2 separate regions of the Sus scrofa genome follow, and region 1 is linked to region 2. A link is a contact called in public Hi-C data. All regions are on one chromosome and are shown on one strand. The core of a region is the stretch at or near the end of the contact, and the rest is flanking DNA. Distances in the headings are between cores, read along the strand shown. Region 1 has its middle 77 kb from the start of RFX8. Region 2 overlaps MAP4K4 (mitogen-activated protein kinase kinase kinase kinase 4).

Region 1 (6,698 bases), core at 2,122-4,621, 220 kb after region 2:
ATGGTTCCTAGTCCGATTCATTTCTGCTTCGCCACAAAGGGAACTCCTTAGAAAGCCACTTTTGGCAACTGCATTCTCTAAGACACACAGCAAAGGAGCTCAGTTCCAGGGCAACCTTCCCCTTTTACATTAGCATCTTCTCGAATAACTGCTAAACCCTCTTGGATCTGAGCTGGAACGTCAGGTCATGACCATGTGAATGGTGACAATGAGGGCCAAAGCAAAGCCTACTTTTCAACAGGGTTGCTGAGAGCAAATGGGGACCGTTCCTTCATTCGTTTGCTCATCCAGTCACTTACTTGTCCATTTAGTCATTCGATTACTCCATGAATATTATTACAAGCCAGGTTCCACCAGCTGGGTGGCTTCCTCCACCCTGTGGGTATGGACTGATAGACATGCCATGAACTACAAACTGAGACACACCTTCCTTCCTCTCAGGCTGTCTCCCGGCAGGAAGGAGGAACAGAGTGGGGCAGAGGCAGGCGAGGAGCAGTGAGACACATGGCACCACAGGGTGCCCAGCTCTGGGGTCCCACGGACATCTTCCACTGTATATAATCTGCTGGCTGCTGCCTAGGGCTCCTATCAGCCCCGGTGACCCACTGAGCTTGTCCTCGTCTCTCCGTGAAGCTGGAATAATGTCACCACCACCGCCTCCTGGGAACTTCCAGTGGGCAGAGGCCAGGTCTGGTTGCTGAAATCATTTCCTTCCTCAATTTTTTCTTTCCCTCTTCCTAAGGAAAGCACCATCTTTCTGGTGGGCGGAATCAGGCCGTAGAATAAGAACTGTGGTGAGCTCTGCATGCTAGTTCCCAGTGAAGGTGGTAGAAGGGATTGGGCAGCGGTGAGTAAGGGAAGTAAGGGCCTGGAGGTGGGAAGATACTCCTGAATCAATGGAATGGTCCCGAGTCACTACCCTGAGTCCCTGAAGTCAGAGAACTCTACTGGCTGTGAGAACAGAGATGGCAGTGGGAGACACACTTGATTTTTTTTTTTTAATGATTTTTATTTTTTCCATTATACTTGATTCACAGTGTCCCGTCAATTTCTACTGTACAGCAAAGTGACCCAGTCATATACATATATATACATCTATATATCTATCCATATTCTTTTTCTCACATTATCCTCCATCATGTTCCATCACAAGTGACTAGATATAGTTCCCAGTGCTATACAGCAGGATCTCATTGCTTATCCACTCCAATGCAATAGTTTGCATCTATTAACCCCAGATTCCCAGTCCATCCCACTCCCTCCCCCTCCCTCTTGGCAACCACAAGTCTATTTTCCATATCCATGAGTTTCTTTTCTGTGTAAAGGTTCATTTGTGCCTTATATTAGTTTCCAGATATAAGTGATCTCATATGGTATTTGTCTTTCTCTTTCTCACTTACTTCACTCAGGATGAGTCTCTAGTTCCAACCATGTTGCTGCAAATGGCATTGTTTTGTTCTTTTTTGTGGATGAGTAGCATTCCATTGTGTATATATACCACATCTTCCTAATCCAATCCTCTGTCAGTGGACATTTGGGTTGTTTCCAGGTCTTGGCTATTGTGAATAGTGCTGCAATGAACATACGGGTGCATGTGTCTTCTTCAAGGAAAGTTTTGTCCCGATATATGCCCAAGAGTGGGATTGCTGGGTCATATGATAGTTCTATATTTAGTTTTCTGAGAGACCTCCATACTGTTTTCCATAGTGGTTGTACCAGCTTGCATTCCCACCAACAGTGTTAGGAGGCATACTTGGCTATGAAGACGGAGTTCAGGGCCACAAGCCAAAGAATGCAGGTGCCCTGGATGCTGGGACAGGCCAGGACGCACTCTCCCTGAGACCCTCCAGAAGGGAACAGCCCTGCTGAGAACTGATTAACTCAATGAGACTGGGGCCGGGGGGTGGGGGGTGCTTCTGACATACAGAACTGCAGGAGAACAAGTGTGTGTTGATTTAAGCCACTGAGTTTGTGCTAACTTGTCACAGCAGCAGCAGGAAACCCATATAATGAGTTGTAATACCTCTGAGAGCTGAGAGGCAGGCTGGGCAGCAGAGACCTTAGGGAGCTCCTGGTTCCAACCACCCCTACCCCTCTACCCTGAGAAAACTCCAGTGCAGCCCAGCAGCCCTGAGAGCAGCCAGCTGGGACCCAGGGTGTGGGCTCCAGCCAGTGCTTCCTCTGCAAGCTTTCCCGTCCTCTGGAAGCTGCTGGGGCGGGAGGGCATTTTCGTTTGCTCCTCACCTACTGTGGGACTATTTAAGGCAGGAATCAGCAATCGAATGGCAGTGCCAGCCTTTTCCAAGAGTCCATGATATGGTCACTGAAAAAATGTATCTGTAAATAAAGGATGTTGCAGCCATGACACTGTCACATTTCAGCCGCCTTGACAGTGAGCCCTGAGAGATGGGATGCCAGCCATCCAGTGGGCAATTGCTTTCAGTCACCCCAGACCGTGCACCCTGAGGAGACTCAGAATAGAAAGCACAGGATGCTGACCCCAGAGAGCTTAGGGGCGTACCAGGAGGATGATTTCTCTGAGCCCACACTCATACATCTTCTGGTCCATAGAAAAGCACTAAATTCCTAAACCAGAGATGCTTGGTTGTCTTTAATTAACAGTAACCTTTGGATGTTCCAGCTCCCTGGCCTTTGCTGCCAAAACGCCCATGCATCCTGGCTCCTCTTTTCCCTCTTCAGAGCATCCCTCAGAGCCACCTGAGAGGCTGTGTCCTGGGCTAAAGTCCTCTGCTTTGTCTGCCAAATAAAACATCATGCTCAACTTTTAGGTTGTGCATTTTTTTTTCAGTCAACTGTATCGAGTTGAAACATAGCCCTTTGTAGCTTCTCTGTGGAAGTCACCTCTGTCCATTGCTTCCTATGTCCTAAAAATAAGAGCACATAAGAGTTTTACAAAAACAAAAGGAAGAATAAAGAAAAGAGAGAGAAGAGAGCCCCTGTACAGACTTTCATAAAAATCAAACAAAAGGACCAGGATGGAGAAGCCGAGGGAGTTTTCACATTGGGCCTACCGTCTGATGGCCTTTGGATGCAGGGTGCTTGGTGGCTTTTCTTTCCCTGGATTCTATATATAGCGTGCCAGTTAGATCAGACTTTCCTCAGGGGGCCGACGCCCCTTTCGTGGTGGAGAGCCACCCCGGGAGCTTAGAGGGGAGGGGGCTGTTCTACTTTGCACTTCCCTTCTATTTGCACCGTCACCAGCTCACAGGTCCCTGTTCTTTTTAAAAAGATTGCTGGATGAAGTGAATAGTAAAATACAGCATTGCTTTCGCGGTCTGCACAGCTGCATCGCTGACACAGGGAAGGCAGGGCTATTTAAAAGAAATGATGTCAGCGACGACTCTGTGTGTATGAGTGTGTGTGTTTACAGCCAAGTTTCCAAGTCTGAATGGACAATAAGATCAGGAATAGCTGCCGGATATTTACTGAGAACCAGCAGACCAGAGGTGTCTTATCCGCAAGGCTGATGAGGACACTGGGGCCAGAGGTTACAACCAACCTCAATTCCCTCCTTCTTCCCTCCGAATAACCAGCCCCTCTGGGGGCTAGGGGCGGCTACGGCTTTCTTTCTTTTCCTCTAACCAGTTGTTTCCATTTTTACTGCTCTCACCACTGAGTGAGACATTTCACAAGGTCTCCTGATGAAGTTTTAGTGCTGGAATTCGATCCCATAACCACCAAATGCATTGCCAAACACACGTGATGTGAAAATTTACGGCTTTGGCCTTTCGAAAAATCACACGTAATCCTCACTCCCCATCTTTCTCCAGAGTGGTAAACACGGAAACCCTAAACTTTTTTTTTTTTCATTAAGGAGGAGGAAAAGATTGTGAAGATTTTATTGATTCAAGATACAAACAAACATCATCTGCAGCACCAAGTTTAAAAGCCAGGAATCTAGACAAGATCTTCCAGAATAAATACCACTTATGAAGTTGTCTTTCCAAAATAAATGAATTGGAACTGCATCAAGCACCTAGATCCAATTACCCACTTGCAGGAAATACAGAAAACAGATGAACGTGTCAAATGGTCACTCGGAGTTGCCAGGCACAAGATCCAGATCAGGGGAAGCTCTAGGACGCGTGACCTGGTTTTGCAATAAATGCATTGGAAGGAAGAGAGAGAGTATAAGAGAGGGGAGGAATCCTCTAGGTTAGTAGACTTAAGACACATCAATTGCTGGCAAGGCATGGCCCTTTCCATGGAGACAAGTGGAAATTTGAACACTGACTGGACATGATAATTTTAAGGAATTATTGTTATGGGGGTAGGGGCAGGAAACTCCCAGTTTATTGGGGGAGAAAAGCTCTTAAAAACAGCCACCACCACAACAACATAGAGATACGTGCATAACTCTGCAAGACCAGAGCACAGAACCCCGCCCCACCCCCATCTGAGGGGCACCGCCTCTGCTTTAACACCGTCTGTCTTATCCAAGCCTCATTTCTCCACTTGTGTGCTTTTTTTCCCTCTTTTTTAAATAGTTTTGTTTTTTCCATTACAGCTGATTTACAGTGTTCTGTCAATTTTCTACTGCACAGCAAGGTGACCCAGTCACATATCTGTATACATTCTTTTTTCTCACATTATCATGCTCCATCACAAGTGACCATAGTTCCCAGTGCTATACAGTAGGATCCCATTGCTTACCCATTCCAAAGGCAATAGCTTGCATCTATTAACCCCAAATTCCCTGTCTATCCCCCTCGCTCTCCCTCTTAGCAACTACAAATCTGTTATCCACGTCCATGATTTTTTCTGTGGAAAGGTTCATTTGTGCCATATATTAGATTCCACATATAAGGGATCTCATATGGTATTGGTCTTTCTGATTTACTTCACTCAGTATGAGAGTCTCTAGTTGCATCCATGTTGCTGCAAATGGCATTATTTCGTTCTTTTTTAAGGATGAGTAGTATTCCATTGTGTATATATACCACATCTTAATCCATTCATCTGTTGATGGACATTTAGGTTGTTTCCATGTCTTGGCTATTGTGAATAGTGCTACAGTGAACATACGGGTGCATGTGTCTTTTTCAAGGAAAGTTTTGTCCAGATATATGCCCAAGAGTGGAATTGCTGGGTCGTATGGTAGCTCTATATTTAGTTTTCTGAGGTACCTCCATACTGTTTTCCATATTGGTTGTACCAATTTACATTCCCACCAACAGTGCAGGAGGGTTCCCTCTTCTCACACCCTCTCCAACATTTGTTATTTGTGGACTTATTAATGATGGCCTTTCTGACTGGTGTGAGGTGGTACCTCATGGTAGTTTTGATTTGCATTTCTCTAAGAATCAGTCATGTTGAGCATTTTTTCATGTGCTTGTTGGCCATCTGTATATCTTCTTTGGAGAAACGTCTATTCAGATCTTTCACCCATTTTCCAATTGGGTTGTTGGCTTTTTTGCTGTTGAATTGCATAAGTTGTTTGTATATTTTAGAGATTAGGCGCCTGTCAGTTGCATCATTTGAAACTATTTTCTCCCATTTTGTAAGTTGTCTTTTTTTTTTTTTTATGGTTTCCTTTGCTGTGCAAAAGCTTGTCAGTTTGATTAGGTCTCACAGGTTTATTTTTGCTTTTATTTCTGTTGCTTTTGGAGACTGACCTGAGAAAACGTTTTGTAAGGTCGATATCAGAGAATGTTTTGCCTATGTTCTCTTCCAGGAGTTTGATGGTGTCTTATCTTAACATTTAAGTCTTTAAGCCATTGTGAGTTTATTTTTGTGCCTGGTTTGAGGGTGTGTTCCAGTTTCATTGATTTACATGCGGCTGTCTAGTTTTCCCAGCATCACTTGCTGAAAAGACTGTCTTTTCCCCATTTTATACTCTTGCCTCCTTTGTTGAAGATTAATTAACCATAGGTGTCTTCCATTTGTGCTCTGGATTCAAACTTATCTCACCTCTTCTAGAACCTTTCTCATTCTCTCTCTCTCTTTTGGATGCACCCTTGGCATGTGGAAGTTCCCAGGCCAGAGATTTAACTTGTGCCACAGCAGTGACCCAAGCAGCTTCAGTGACAATGCCAGACCCTTAACCTGCTGCACCACCATGGAACTCTTCTTTTAGGACCTTTTGAGAAACATCTATTGTTCCTTTTCTCATCTATATTTTTAATGTTTCTTTCTAGAACTCTTTTTTAAAAATGCCATTTGCAGCCACATGGATGGAACTAGAGACTCTCATACTAAGTGAAGTAAGTTAGAAAGAGAAAGGCAAATACTATATGATATCCCTTATATGTGGAATCTAATATATGACACAAATGAAGCTTTCCACAGAAAAGAAAATCATGGACATGGACAACAGACTTGTGATTGCCAAGGGGGAGAGGGAGGGAATGGGATGGACTGGGAATTTGGGGTTAATAGATACAAACTATTGCCTTTGGAATGGATAAACAGTGAGATCCGGCTGTACTGCACTGGGAACTATATATAGTCATTTGTGATGGAGAATGATGGAGGATAATGTGAGAAAAAAGAATGTATAGGAGTTCTTGTTGCGGCTCAGTGGTTAATGAATCTAACTAGGAACCATGAGGTTGCGGGTTCGATCCTTGGCCTTGCTCAGCGGGTTAAGGATCCAGTGTTGCTGTGCGCTGTGGTGTAGGTGGAGGACGCGGCTCTGATCTGGTGTTGCTGTGGCTCTGGTGTAGGCCAGCAGCTAC
Region 2 (6,993 bases), core at 1,818-4,317:
TTCTCAGGGGACACAAGGTGACCAAGACAGACAGCCACTGCTGGAGTACAAACTGATCCTCAGCTGTGGGATACACCTTTTTTTCATTCATTCAACAAACACTTCTCAGCAGCAACTATCCATTGGACAGTTATACATTCTCTGTGTACACCTTTTTTTAAAGGGGGGTAGGGGGACCAGCAGAAAAGGCCATATTTCCCTTTGTTCTCCGCAATTCTACCCCATCACTGAATAAAATTCAATTTCATGAAGCTGTCATTGATTTAATCCAAAGCAGAAGCAAAACTTCATAGGTAATCCCCCCAAAAAAAGAAAATCATTCTACAGATAAAAAGTTATCCCTCTATTTACAAAGTCAAAACATAAGTAATAATGAAATTGCCTGTTAGGACCTGTTTCAATAAATATTAAGTTTCAACTGTAAAAAGAAAACTTACTGCCTATTATCTGATGTCAGAATAATTGCAGGTCACATATCTGATTACAACTTAAATAAAACATAATGTAACCGACGAACCTCAGGGAAATCTTCAAAGGGAATAATGCAGGTCAAAAATTCCCTCTACGTCAGAAACTCCACTGGACTTATGATTCCTTCATTTGACCACCCTACCAGGAGCAGCTTTATCCATGAAGCCAGCCTTTTAGAAGACTTGAGACTAGGTTTAAGCTACACAGAACCACTGGGCTAAAAAGGAACACAGGCTACTTACGGGGAGCGCCTTCTGCCATCTCAATGGCCGTGATGCCGCAAGACCACAAGTCACTCTGCAGAACAAAGCAGGACGTTAGGCCACCATCTCAGCTGTGAGGGCACCAACTCACCCCTGCTGATCATACACACCAATAACATAAATGCCTCCTTTGAGGCATAAACCAAAGGGCAGTTCGCCAGGAAATTAAAAGCACAAACATATCTGGAAGAATACCTTCCAAATGAATGAACCAATGATGCAATAAAGGTAAAGCTGATTGTTAACGGGAACCACTGGTATCTGTGATGGAATTGAGAGGGCCCCCATAACAGCTTCTCTCTCCCTGCCCACTGCAGGCTTCACAGTTCAATGCTGCTTCATTTCTTCACAAGTATTCAATGATTTAGACTTCTAGCCCAGATCGATGTTTGTTCTTATGGTTTCTGATAAGATCTCAAACTTAACTAAGAGGTTAAAGGTTTAAAAGTTAGACAGTACTTTTTATGGAAGGTCCACAGCTGAATTAATAAAAGCCACCCTCACGCACTAAATGGACTTGCACGGCTCCCTCCACACAATCTTTCTGTATTAATTTTAAAACCTGAATTTTAACTTTATTTCCTATTCAATGTAAATTCCATGAGGGCAGGCATTTTTGTCTCTTTTATTCACCTTTGTTTCCCCAGAATTATGACTACCATGTGTTAGGCACTCAATATACACTGGATGAGAGATGAAGTTATATCAGCCAATTTGCTAAAATCCAAACAAGATTTTCTAAAATCTAGCTGACAGTTACCCTCATTAGCCTTCTTTGGTTTAGAAGCTATCCTAACAAACAAATTACCTAAAGTTGCTCATTTTAAGAATTTTCCTAAATACACCGGCAAGTGTTAAGATATGAACTTAATTATGAAAATCACTAATAAGTACATCAACCACTCTCATTTAATTAAGGGAAGAGAATTTTTTAAAAGTAGTTTCCATAAACACATTCAACCTGAGTCTGACCAAGAGGGAGTTTACATCAGGATCAAAAGGTGCATTACTGATACCAGTCCCTAGAGGTCACTCTAACAGTTTAAATAGACTTGGGACCAAGACAAAGCTGCAATGCTCTTCAACAACAAAGTTCATACAGATGAAGCCATTGCTTTATACTGACAATATCTTTAAAATAATATCTGATTATAATCTACTCTTCAAGATAAAAAGAAGAGCAAACAGGGCAGAAGCATTTAATTTGCTCTGGACAAAAATTTCTACAAACAGCAGAGTGACCCCCACAGCCTGCCCTGCCATCAAAGCAGCATCTCACTTAGTGACAAAACGGAGGTGATGTAGAATGGACCAAAACAAGCTCAAAATACTGTCCCAGCAGATGTGCCCCGGCAGTTCTCACTGATACAGCACAGGGGGCGGGGACAAAAAGGACACATGCCAAGGCAGAGACCCTCCCCGCCCCCACCCGGAACGGCAGGGCCAGCACCTTACCCTGTAGTCGTAGGTGGCATCAGGGTTCTCGTCACAGGCAATGACCTCGGGGGCCATCCAGTAGGGGGTGCCTATGAACGTGTTCCTCCTCCCCACCGTCCTGTCCAACTGTGCGCTCACGCCAAAGTCCACTGTGGCAGTGAAGGATAGGAAGAGGTGCACAGTGAACACAAGGAGGAAGCAGGTGGAGAAATGTCAGAACAGGGGCCTTGAGAGTAAACCTGTGTAGACACTCGAGCTTTCCCCCACACGGTGAGGAGCCTCCTCTCCAGAGTAGAGCCAGCAAGTCGCTCCACCAGCCTGAAAGTTTCCGGGAAGCCTGGAAACCGCCACCCCCGCCCCCGAACTTCCCAACTGCGATCCCCCAGGAGGGACTTCTGGGTGAGCCAGGAGCATGGGGAAGGGGTCTGGCAGCCGGGCCACTCAGGGAGCCCAGCTCCCACCTCTTGCACAAGACAGAAGCACCTTGTGGGGAGCGCCAGCGTTCTCCGCTAACGCTCACAGCGCGGAGGCTGCTGGCCGGGGGGCATGCACCGGACTACGTGGCGAGCCCATCACCTACCAAGTTTCACCTCTGCGTTCTCCGTCAGCAATACATTCTGGCCCTTGATGTCCCGGTGAATCACGTGATGGATGTGGAGATGTGCCAGTCCCTGAGCAAGAAAGACAGATCTGGATTTGGTTCTTTGTCACTCTGAGTATAAATAACTGAATGCACACACAGGCCAAAAGTCTCTGCGAACCGTCCTGAGAACGTACAATTCAATGTCAGTGCATTTCCAGGAACAATCACCAGTGACGCCCCCAAGCAGAGAGAGGCACCCCCATCCCAGTGAGGCGGGGCCTGGGTGGGGGAGGGGTGACCACTTTCCTGCTGCTCCCTGAAGACTGGCTTTTAGATGACGGTTTGCAACGTCGCTGCTGTAATTTGGGCTATTTGTGTACAGGGTGGTTCCTTTCCCACTCTGCATGCCTGTCTTGCAGTGGGTGATCAGGGGGCCTATATGAACTACATGTGCCCCGGGAGAAAGCCAAAGGGAAGGTGGGCTTTAAAGTCTAGCCCTTGAACCCTGCCTGGTTTTCCCACCAAAGAGCAAAAAAAAAATTGCTAACTAGTGATCCACCCCACGTGTAAAACAATTCTGCCATCAAAAGAGCTTTATATTTAAATAAAGTATCTTTCTTTCCCAAGGATGTAAATCCTACTGGGCATGGAGCACTTTCTGATGCCCCTGTATCTGGAAGGAAGCCCAGAGCATGCCTCTGATGAGAGGTGGTGGGAGTTCGCCTCCAAATATGGCCAGAAAGACAAAAAGCCGTCATTCTCACAACTCATGCACTGGCTCTATCTTTAGCTCGAGAAGCCAAATCTATAGCCTGCCTCCTTCAGATACAAGCAGCCTATTAACTCCAAAATGCCACAGTGCAAAAAAGGGTTGACCAGAAATAAGAGTTTGATTTTTCCAGTTTAATTTTTTGTGGGGTTTTATTGTTATTATTACTTTGAAGGATATGAATTAAACACAATGGCTGCCCTAGAACACTAATTTCCCTAACACGGAGGGTCTCTAAAATCATTTACTATCTGCTTTGAAATAGAACAGAGCCTACCTGATGGCTCAGTGTCCTTTCCCACCTCCCCGGCTGGGTGGTGTCATACCACAAAGCACCGAAAGCACATGGCAGCTCCGTGCTAGAGTGGGAAAGAAAGTCCCCCCATCCAGCATAATGCAGGAGGTGGTGGTGGGGGGGACACACTGCAGCTTCCCTCATTCCTACTGTCTTCCTTCAGTTCACTTTTTATTCTCTTTCACAAACCCCTTTCTTACACTTTTCTAGAATTATCTCAGCAGCAAACATTAAGCAGCCACATCTTCTCAAGTGTGGCCTGCATGTACTCTGCTTCCTTTCGAGGAATTTCTGTCCCGAGGCTACCAAGCCGGGGAGTGGATGCTGCCTGTGTCTGACGGCTCTCACTCCACGTGACCCTGAGCTGTGATCATTGTGAAGGAGGACACGTGCTTCCTGCAAGAAGGACCCAGGAGGATGGGAGTGTGCTCCTCCTTGACAATACGTAAGCCACCACTGCTCCTCCTCAGCAGAGATGAAAATGCAACACACAGTAAGCACCTACCCAAGAGCAAAGGGATCCATGTTCAAAACCAGGAAACGTTCTCCTATGGCTCCATCATAAGAGGTCACAGAACAAAGAAGCCATCAAAGGCTGTCCTTCAGTGCCAGCTGGGCAAGGCCGCTCGTGCCCTTACTCAGTGTGCACGAGGCTGGTTTCTAGGAAAACTCAAAGCCTCCATGTGCATGCTGAGTGTGGACATGGGCTGGAAGGAACACGTGGTTTCGCTGGTGAGTCTTGGGGTCTAGAGGCCTTGGTGGGCCAGCCCACGAGAGCTACTCTATTGGCGTCTGAGGCCTATACGCCAGTGACGATCGACCGTCTAAGAGCTTAACTGAGCAGCACCTGAATCTAATATCCACAAGGGACAAGGACATTTTGCCACTAGAGAAGCTCCCTCCCCCGGCAGGTCCTTGGGATGCAGGTGGATTGGCTTCCTTTACCAGGAGAGCTCACCCTCTCACCGCACTGCTCTCTTTACCAAACTGTCTCTGCTAACAGCCAACAAACACACATTAGTGTTTGATACCAACTCTCCTAGACGCTCTTGGTTGAATTTAGTTCATTTGGACTTTTGTCGTAGGAAAAATTTCCATTCTGGACAAAGGGTAGGTGAAGGAAACTCTGGTCTCAGCACCCAATGGGGTGGAAGACATTTGCTGCATCTGGAAGGACGGCCACTGAACTGCTATGTTCATGACCCTCCAAGGCCTCGAACAACCTGGGCTTCTTGCAAATGCTGAGATCACAGTGGTAAAACAGCGAAATATATACCCACATGCTTCGTTAAATGAGTCATGTACACGAAAAGTCATTAATTCTCCTAAAGACGGCACTTCCCTCCTAGGACTGGGATCTGCATTTTTACAGATGAAGGAAGTCAGGCCTGAAAACTGAGTAATGTGGCCGGGGTCTTGTAGAAGGTTTGGAGCAGAGACAGGACTCAGCCCAGAGTCTGACTCCCTCAAGGGTCCACACTCTCAGCCACCGCTCTCTCCTGCCCACCCGGCTAAGAGTCTTCATTATCAGGACAATAGACACATCTGCCCAGTCACTGACCGCCCTCACGGGGGAGTAGGATGGGGTACTCAGCTCCCCACCTGCAGGCTCCCAGAATTATAAAAGAAACCTGATGTTTTTATACTGAAATCTGAACGTGACTGTAAAGAGACAGGTCTTCCACGTCACCCTCTCAATTAGTTTTCTTAAGGCAACTGTCCATCTCCAAGGGCTCCAAAAAATACCTAAAAAGAAATTCAAACTACCTCTATGAATTCTAGAGGGCAGGTTTTTCTTTTCATTTTCTGCCCCTTTTAGAGCCACACCTGCAGAATGTTAAAGTTCCCAGGCTAGGGGTTGAATCAGAGCTGCAGCTGAGGCCTACACCACAGCCACAGCCACACTGGGTCAGAGCTGCATCTGCAACCTACACCACAGCTCACGGATCCTTAACCCACTGAGCGAGGCCAGGGATGGAACCTGTGTCCTCATGGATACTATGTCAGGTTCTTAACCCACTGAGCCACAACAGGAACTCAAATGCATTTTTCCTTAAACCTGCAGTCTTCCAGAAAACTTAAAATATAAAAGGCAGAGTAAATTTATCTACAAAAATAAAGTAACATTTTACATTTGTAGAGTAACACAAGAATTAAGATTTCAGTTCATTTGCATAGCCTTTTACTTTTTAAAATTGTCAGATAAATAGAAATCCACTCGAATAACAGAAGTATGTAATGTAGGGGTAGAGAGAAAATCAGCGATGGATGACCAAAAGGCAAGAGGCCCACTGACGACTCATGTGTACTTTTCAAATACGGACTTTTCAAACACTGCCAGTGCTGTCAGGATGGCTCTACTACTGAAAGGGGTCATCTAGAAGCTCCTAAACAGTAGTTTAAGTTCAGAAACTTGCTCTAAGGTCACAAACCAGCTTTCCAATTGGCTATAAATAACATTAAACATTAGAACTTTTTCTCATAAATACTGCAACAGACTTTAACAGCTGACACCCAAGTCCAAAAGACAATTTTGAAAGCCAGCATTGAGCATCATTACAGTGATTTATAAGTTTAGACAGGGGAGTCCCATAAGCACCAGAGTTAGTTTCTCCTCCCCTCCACTCTTTCTTTTTAATAACTTGAATTTGGGGAAATAGCAAAAAATAAACAAACAAAAAAATCCCACAACCACTACCTATTTAAGTCTCATTTCTTTCAACTATTTGCCAGAGTCCAAACTACGATGGAGCTTCGGCTCTCAAAGTCAGCTAGGGATGCAGACCCTTGGCTGTCCTGAAAAGAATCATCTGCAAAGCAGCATCTAAAGAGCAGCAACCCAGGGGGCAGGGAACACGGAGGAGGAAAAACATGCACGAACGCCCTGGCCACGCCCCCTGCTTACCCTCAGGATCTCCCGGGAGATGTAGGCAATCCAGTCCTCCTTGAGCGTGTTGCCCTTGGTGTTCTTCACGAGGTCTGTGATGGACCCGGCCCCGCAGAACTCCATAACAAGCTGGAGGGAGAGCAGACACACTTCGGCCACCACGTCCTGGACTGTGGTCTGCAACTTGCAAATCCCAGCCTGCGCGGGGCCCCTGGCCCCGCCCTCCGTACTTAGCAGTCCCTCGCCGGAGCTCTGGGGAGGCACCCAGTTCATCTCGCCCCTCGACAG

What was found. Hi-C and Micro-C count contacts between places; a contact is called where the count stands out from the background.
Region 1: a Hi-C map of heart right ventricle shows a contact between it and region 2, with 8 times the contacts expected there. The contact joins two enhancer-like sites. A contact is called at or near these places in 2 of 47 Hi-C or Micro-C datasets (embryonic fibroblasts and heart right ventricle) and 2 of 2 datasets of contacts at active chromatin or transcription factors (alveolar macrophages and skeletal muscle).

What each region holds. Positions count from the first base shown.
Region 1 is chr3:52,761,125-52,767,822 of Sscrofa11.1, forward strand. No RefSeq gene overlaps it. Among named protein-coding and RNA genes, the nearest start is that of RFX8, 77 kb to the right of the region's middle. Within about 2 kb of position 3,372, at least 24 of the 83 cell types and tissues checked have an H3K27ac peak or open chromatin away from gene starts, as enhancers often do.
Region 2 is chr3:52,538,599-52,545,591 of Sscrofa11.1, forward strand. MAP4K4 (mitogen-activated protein kinase kinase kinase kinase 4) reads right to left here. Exons shown (of 29, transcript XM_021087163.1): 5 at 6,724-6,834; 6 at 2,752-2,842; 7 at 2,190-2,320; 8 at 714-768. Among named protein-coding and RNA genes, the nearest start is that of MAP4K4, 110 kb to the right of the region's middle. Within about 2 kb of position 3,068, at least 14 of the 83 cell types and tissues checked have an H3K27ac peak or open chromatin away from gene starts, as enhancers often do.